Linked DNA regions of Bicyclus anynana: region 1 is linked to region 2. The links are chromatin contacts, called in public Hi-C maps. All regions are on one chromosome and are shown on one strand. Each heading gives the region's core, a stretch centred on a gene start, on an enhancer-like site or on the middle of the called end of the contact. The rest is flanking DNA. Distances are from core to core; before and after follow the strand shown.

Region 1 (4,076 bases), core at 1,471-3,970, 100 kb before region 2:
TCTACCGACTAAAGCTGTCAATTTCAATAAAAAGTGTAGTTTTTAATGTAATAAAAATATTTACCAAAATAGCAAGTCAGCTCGCTGCTACGATTTCAAGTGTACCCCAGAGCAATACGTGCAGGAGTCCCGCAGGGCTGCCTGCTTTCACCAATCCTGTTTATTGTATTCACGAGTGACATTCCCACTTATTGATTAATTCTTGTCTAGCACATGAATGCGCCTCTGGAGAATAGAAGTAAATTCCGAAAAAAATATATAAACGCACTTTTTAATGTTAAATACCAAAGCGGCCCAAATCAAATTATTCCTGTAAGTAAGTCCTGGAAATACAAGCTCGGAAGTAACTTTGATACTAACAACATTGTAAGACAATATTTTATTGACGAATCAAAAGAACCCATTACAGGTGTTATATAGCATTTTAAAAATGAGATGTCTCTCATTAAAAATAATCTATTCATTGTTTATTTATTTTGCGTAGGTCTGTTGATGTAAGCACTCACAGAATTCACCATGTTTACAGTTCACAAGTTCAAACATGCCACTATCTTTACTTTGTATACAAACAGTCGCTTACTAAGACTTTTCTATCTGTGAGCTGTCGATGACTCTCATCTCTAATGATATACTCGTAGGTCTTAAACATCTGTAGCCGACACTCGAACAACATTATCGGTGATGCATATTCATTTGAGAAACATAACAAAATAGCTCTAAACAAGCAAAGTTAAACAAACCTGTAAAATATATACGAAAGCCCGTTACCGTAGGGTACTGAGAGTATTGTATAATGTTCCGGTCCTATGACTATGTTTGCGACCAAGTTGAAGTTCGGTTTGTACTAAAAATCAAAACAGAATATTATACTCAAAAATATATTATTTAATAAAAATTTTAATAAAAAAAATTCAACCGACTTCCACCTCGAAAATTAACCTAAACTAAAAAGCAAAAAATAACATCTTACCTATATGCTACCTTCTGATCAGTTTGAAGGCGGTGCCAATCCAGTGTCATGTTTTAATTAAAGCCGTTTCTGAAAGGACCACAGAAATTTTGTAATTTAAACGGCTTAAATTAAAACATCACTGGCTTGGCACAGCCTTCAAACTGATCAGAAGGTAGCATATAGGTAAGATATTATTTTTTGCTTTTTAGTTTAGGTTAATTTTCGAGTTGGAAGTCGGTTGAATTTTTTTTATTAAAATTTTTATTTTTAAATTTTTAGTGTTAGCACACCTACTGAGTGTGAACACAAATGAAACGTTATTTTCTTATAATAAGTATCTAAGTCCTATAATCCCACAATCCACACAAAATTTCACTGCCCCTTTATCCACACGTAACATGAATATTGAGAAAAACGTGAATGGTGACTGTCCCCCGTCTTCATCACCAGACCCCCTATACAGTCACAACCCATCTAGGTGGAAAGTACTCATCAATACAAATAAATCAAGCCCAAACAAAAGGTACCTGCTGTAAATCGTTGACGAGTTCCATCGTCTGTGTTTCGGCTCCATCATCAGACCAACTCCCGACCTTCATAAAATTGTAGTGGTTTAAAATACCTTATGGAAAACACTAACAAACGCACTAGCCGTCCTTACGATTTTCGAAAGTTCCCCTCAATTTCTCCAGGATGCCATTATCAGATCCTGACATGAAAAAAATGGGACCACCCTGAAATCAAACCCTTCAAAACAAAAAAGAATTTTCCAAATCGGTCCACAAATGATGGAATTATCGCTGGACATACATAAAAAAAAAAACATACATACAGCCGAATGTAGAACCTCCTCCTTTTTGGAAGTCAGCTAATTAATATAAGACAATACCACGTTTCACCCGCATAGTTCCCATTCCCGTGATAATACGGAGATAAAATATGGCTTTGTCGTAGAAAAATTTTCAAATCTGTTCAGCAGATCCAGGGCTCATCCAGTACATTATCACAAACTTTACTTCTTTATAATATTGGTACGGATTAGTATAGATAATGTAGCCTATGTTAACACTGAACCTTCCTTTAGATATGTTATCGGTTAAATTAAATCATCACTAATCAATTTAGTTAATTATAATTACTGTTATCTCGTGACGTCACAGTTAAACGGACGACATCGCTATTGGGCGGCGGCAGGCAAACAAAATAGTTCGCGAAGTTAATCGTCGTTTGTGTTGATAGCGGGATTAGCGCTGACAGCTTGATGTATCCGCGCGTCGGAGCACGTGAGCCAGTGCTGAGAGTACCCAATTATACATAAATAATACCTACTGCAATCTTTATTGATGCATTTTTGACCTCCAATAAGGAGACCCTTCCCACTGAGCTACTCGTAGACGACGGGTTTTTACCTTTCTTTGCTTTTTTTAAGTATCTCGTCGCTTATAGCCCGAAGCCCGAAGATTTCTAGCCTAAAGGTCGGACTAAAAAAATATCTTATAAGATCTTCCTCAAACCATTCAGAGTGTGTCGCGAGTGCTAAGACGCAGATTATGTAGCAGTGTGTTCTGTTGCAGGCGATCTCGTTCCACCTGATCACCGACCGCGACGCGCTGGCGACGCACCTGCTGGCGACGCGCGCCTTCTACGAGCAGCGGCGCAACGCGCTGAGCGGAGCCCTGCGCGGCGCCGGCGACTTGCTGCAGTGGAGCGAGCCGGCCGGCGGGCTGTTCCACTGGGTGCGCGTGCGCGGCGTGCGCGACGTCTACAACCTGGTGAGAGAGAGCACTTGCACGAGCGAGCCCTGCGCGCCGCCGGCGACTTGCGTATTGATGACGACTTGCCACCTAGTTAGGTTGTGACTGTCATTAGGGCTCTGATGATGAATACGAAGGACAGGTAATGGAACTCCTCGACGGTGTACAGTAGCTATCTTGTGATTGGGCTTGATTTATTTGTAATGATGAGGACTTGCCACCTAGATAGGTTGTGACTGTAATTAGGGCTCTGATGATGAATACGAAGGACAGGTAATGGAAACTCCTCGACGGTTTACAGTAGCTATCTTGTGATTGGGCTTGATTTATTTGTAATGATGAGGACTTGCCACCTAGATAGGTTGTGACTGTAATTAGGGCTCTGATGATGAATACGAAGGACAGGTAATGGAACTCCTCGACGGCTTACAGTAGCTATCTTGTGATTGGGCTTGATTTATTTGTAATGATGAGGACTTGCCACCTAGATAGGTTGTGACTGTAATTAGGGCTCTGATGATGAATACGAAGGACAGGTAATGGAAACTCCTCGACGGTTTACAATAGCTATCTTGTGATTGGGCTTGATTTTTTTTAATGATGAGGACTTGCCACCTAGATAGGTTGTGACTGTCATTAGGGCTCTGATGATGAATACGAAGGACAGGTAATGGAACTCCTCGACGGCTTACAGTAGCTATCTTGTGATTGGGCTTGATTTATTTGTAATGATGAGGACTTGCCACCTAGATAGGTTGTGACTGTAATTAGGGCTCTGATGATGTATACGAAGGACAGGTAATGGGAACTCCTCGACGGTTTACCATAGCTATCTTGTGATTGGGCTTGATTTTTTTTTTAATGATGAGGACTTGCCACCTAGATAGGTTGTGACTGTCATTAGGGCTCTGATGATGAATACGAAGGACAGGTAATGGAACTCCTCGACGGCTTACAGTAGCTATCTTGTGATTGGGCTTGATTTATTTGTAATGATGAGGACTTGCCACCTAGATAGGTTGTGACTGTCATTAGGGCTCTGATGATACGAAGGACAGGTAATGGAACTACTCAACGGTTTACAGTAGCTACCTTGTGATCTGGCTTAATCAATTTGTATTCATGGGGACTTTGCACCTGGTGAGAGAGAGCACTTGTCCGAGCGGAGCCCTGCGCGGCGCAATGGTAACGATACTTAATGGAATTCCTCGACGGCTTACAGTAGCTACCTTGTGATTAGGCTTGATTTATTTGTATTGATGATTACTTGCCACCTAGATAGGTTATGACTGTCATTAGGTGTCTGATAATGGAGACAAGGGACAGTTAATGCTACGCTATTCCATCTAAAATTTTAACACACACGGAGC
Region 2 (4,260 bases), core at 1,390-3,889:
GCTTGGAATGCGCTCCATGTTGCAGCCGGACGTAGCAATCAGGATATCTTCTCGACTGAGCGGAATTATATGAAACTTGACTTGTTTTTATTTTTTTTATCTTTTTTTTTTAGCAAAAACATTACAACACATTACAACACACTTGTAGCAATGTAGATTGTTATAATTTTATTAAAATATTATATTTAGAGGTTTTTCGTATCAATAAAAGACAGACATAAGAATAAATATACAAAAAATCTTAATAAGGAAAGAAGGGATATGTAAATAAAAGATTTGGTTATTATTCTTTACGAATAAAATAGGTATAATACTTAGGTACGAATACGTAAACTGTTTATTGTACTATCGATATAAAATATTTTTCAGTCACTATTATACATTTATTTGTAAATTAAAAGCCACCAATTGAACCGCAATTTATTTGTAAATTGTGGTTCGTTTGTCAAAGTTATAAATGATAAATCTTTAAATAACTATTATAAAGAGGAGAGATTTGATTATATGCTTGTTTATTTGTTTGCAGTAAATGGGCTCTGAAACTACTGAGCCGATTTAAAAAATTCTTTCATAGTTGTACCTTTTAAAGTGCTACTCAGTCTTCAGAACTTAGTCGTCGCGTCATAAGGACGCTGGCTCCTACACTATAAAAGTGGTTGCGGGATAATTATAAGTAAACACGGTTAGCACGGAACGCGCGCATTAGCGGCACCGCCCGCCACGCCGCCGACAAATGGACGGTCGGGCCCCGGCCGCAGCGCGCGGAGAATAATGTGCTACATTCACGGTAACATTCCAATGTTTATTATTAATTGAGTTTTATCAATCACACAGTCGGCGCATAAATGTTTTCCAGTTTCGGCGTCAACGAAACAACAGAAAACTAATAGATCATCATTGTTAGCCTATATTGTACCGGCCCACAACAGCGCCAGGCCGCCCGATATGTAGCTTACACCCGCCACGCTGCTCCAATGCTGGTTGGCGGGCTGAGGGTGTTGCAGCACCAGTGTCAGTTGTTCACGGCAATGACCGGAGCCGGCGGCGTTCCGTGCTCCGCGAGGCACGCGGGTGGAGCACCGACAACCTTCCGGCTGACAATTTTAACTGAAATATTCTTAGAACCAGGAATTGAACCAACGATACGGCTGATAGATACTGTGCCTAATAGAAATATAGATAGTTTGTAGTATTATTAAATAGTTACCTACTTGTAGTAGATAAGTTATTTTGAATTATATTTTAAAACACAAAAAAATATAGGACCATCTTTGCGGTAAATAAAACATATATTTTCCTATACGTAAGTACTGTTCATCTCATAATTATTTTATTTTTGTAAAAAATTTCAATAAAAAATTGAAAGACGCTACGAGATATACCATCGGCTATTACGAGTATTTATTTTGCTTTAAGTATGAGCTGCGCGCCATCTGTTGTCGAGCGTCATGATGTGAACCCACACTCAACGATCTTAAATATAAAGTAAAATAAAAAAATAATCTCCTTCTAAATTGTAATATTATTTCAATGTTAGTATATTGCTCTACATTAATTACTTTCAATATTTATTAGAGACTAAGGACTAAATTGCCGGTTACAGTTACTACTAGAAGTGCTGCTACTCACCGCAGCAGCGCTGCAGTCGACCTGATTTTTAATTACTCTTGTAGCTTCAGGCGCGGGGCGAGGCAGGCGGCGGCGGCGCGGGGCGCGGGGAGCCGACGACAATTTGCAATTCAAAGCCGCTGAAAAAACCTAAAACACCCGACACACAGCCCTTTGGCACTCGCCTGGGGACAGAGACCACCGTAGATGCGACTTTTTTATTTTTTTTATTTCCATTTACCATTATAGTAGGTACTAACAATTATATTAAAAGTTCAGGCAACTCACGTATGTGGGGCACAAGAAAAAAATATTAATTCCAATAACATTTCCATTAGGTATTAATAAAAATACATATCATAAATTTAATAATTACTATAATTATTACAATAGAACCCTTGAGGCGGATTTATTCTTTTTCGGTTAAAAAGTCATATTTTATTTTATAATAGGTATACTTTATCATGCAAAAAAATGTTTAATGATGTCCAAAATTCATTAATATTTTCTTTTTCTTAAGCTCATACTCGTAGCTTCTCGGCGGAGAACCGTCGAGCCAGGGGCTTTGATTTTGCCAGCTGCCACCTTACAGTTACGCCAATGCATGCTCTTATTTCTAAAACAGAAACAAACACATCTTTATTTCTGTTTATAATATTCTGATAATGTTAATAAAGCGATATGAGTCACACACTCACAGTCACCTCACAGTATTATAATCACTAGAAATGATCTAAAATTTGATAACTGTAACTACATATTTTGTATTACTTAGTTAAATAACTATTTCGTTTTGGATTTTGTTAACAATAAGCTTTACGGAATACGAAAAATGCAGTTGTTATTGATTTGATGTTAATTCTATTAACTTCCGTCAAAGTTAGTGAATTGACGGGCTGTACAAAGTATTGCAGAAAGTGCTCATCAAATCGAGCACAGTAAAGTGTCATTGTCGGCAGCGTGGCGACTCCACGCGCGCGCTGTGCGGCGCCGCGCTCTCTCGGAGGTGAATTTCGTTAGGTTTCATTTGTTTAGCCGTAATTGCTGCAGATATCGCGCCCCCGCCCCCGCCCCCGCTCTTATTGGATTGCCTTATTGCTTCATAAAGCAACCAACCACTTTGTTTCGATTCTTTGACGACGACACTTCATTACAGCGCCCTCTACCGTCGACATGCAGCACTTACTCGCAGCTAATGAATTTGCCCTTTACATTGACTCTTCTAATTGGAATCTTTTATTACATCAATTTATTTGTTTGCAGATTGTATAGTTACATTAGCTGGTGTGATAATAAATCTGGCATGTATGTCTTACTTATACACCTAGGTAGTTTACAGATTTTAAATTAACTTTAAATAAATAAAATAAACAACAGAAGTCTTGAATAAATTAAAATAAAATTAACTGCCACCGACCATAATTTCTGTTGAAACAAAATTAATTATGATAAATGTACTCTTAAAAAATTAATAAATTATTAATAATTATATTTTACTATGTTAAAATTTAAAATTAAATGTCTGCTTGAAAATATTTTACAAAACATACCTATTCTTACACGCTTGCAATTATTTCAGATTAAATTTGAATTATATTTCTAAAAATAAGCTGTTAAGTAGGTTATATACAATGTGTAATTTCTGAAATAAAATAGGCAAGTAAAGACTTTCTAAAAAAACGTAATGATATTGTATATTATTAGATATGGCACTAGCGCGTCGAAACTGAGGCTACGGCAACGGCGCCCAATATCTCACTCGTTATTTAATTTAGTCGCTTAGTAAACTACAAAGGTTATTTAAACATAATAATACCTAAATGTTGTTTACAACGTCGTGTAGTGCTTTCAACTGTTCAGTCCGCGCTTTTTGTAAATTTACAGCGCTGTGACATCATTGGTTTCCACGGCAACTTGGTTCTTAGGGACTATTTATTTTTGGCATACTTACCATAGAAATAAATTCGAATAAAACTTGTTGTAGGCGAATATTTTATCGACGATTATAAAATAGCGGAGTCGCACACAGGAAGTGTTAAACTATTTATGTAACTATACATAAATATATAATATAAGTAGCTAATTAGGTGTACACAAAATTGTGCAGGTGGGAGATCAGTAGAGTAGCTGAGTTTGAAACACTTTTTGCGGTGATTTCATACGCACTGTTACGTGCGTATAAAATTGTCATATCTAATAGTATAAAATATCGTTGATCTACCATAGAAAACGCAAAGCTAACGCTGTGGAAAACTGTAGATACCAAACCTACCAAAGTTTCACGGGTACCTACCAAAGTTTCATTTCCATACTTACTTCATTCTCTAAATCATAATTAATATTTTAACATACGTTACTAAGTAGGAGGGCAAGGACAATATGTTACATATATACAGACAAATTTGAAGAGGAAGGATTTGTTCTTAATTTGTTGACCAAATCTTGGAAGCTAAATACAAACCATTTCTCAAAAAAACAGCATTTATAATGGGTGGATTGCATAGACATCTAACAGTGCCACCTAGCGGTGTACATTTGTAACGCTAAGTGTTAACATTCCTGGGTTCCTATTTATTCGTCAGTCTTGTTACATCAGCGCCACCTAGAAAGGAAAAGATAAAACATTCTAGTTACAAATAAATGACACAGATG

The links. Hi-C and Micro-C count contacts between places; a contact is called where the count stands out from the background.
Region 1: a contact with region 2 is called in a Hi-C map of whole body, with 6 times the contacts expected there. The contact joins two enhancer-like sites. A contact is called at or near these places in 2 of 2 Hi-C or Micro-C datasets (whole body and whole larva).

The regions. Positions count from the first base shown.
Region 1 is chr2:247,130-251,205 of ilBicAnyn1.1, reverse strand. LOC112051929 (kynurenine/alpha-aminoadipate aminotransferase, mitochondrial) reads left to right here. Exons shown (of 7, transcript XM_024090787.2): 6 at 2,527-2,724. Among protein-coding and RNA genes, the nearest start is that of LOC112051929, 8.4 kb to the left of the region's middle. Within about 2 kb of position 2,720, at least 6 of the 8 cell types and tissues checked have open chromatin away from gene starts, as enhancers often do.
Region 2 is chr2:147,255-151,514 of ilBicAnyn1.1, reverse strand. No RefSeq gene overlaps it. Among protein-coding and RNA genes, the nearest start is that of LOC128198607, 11 kb to the right of the region's middle. Within about 2 kb of position 2,639, at least 2 of the 8 cell types and tissues checked have open chromatin away from gene starts, as enhancers often do.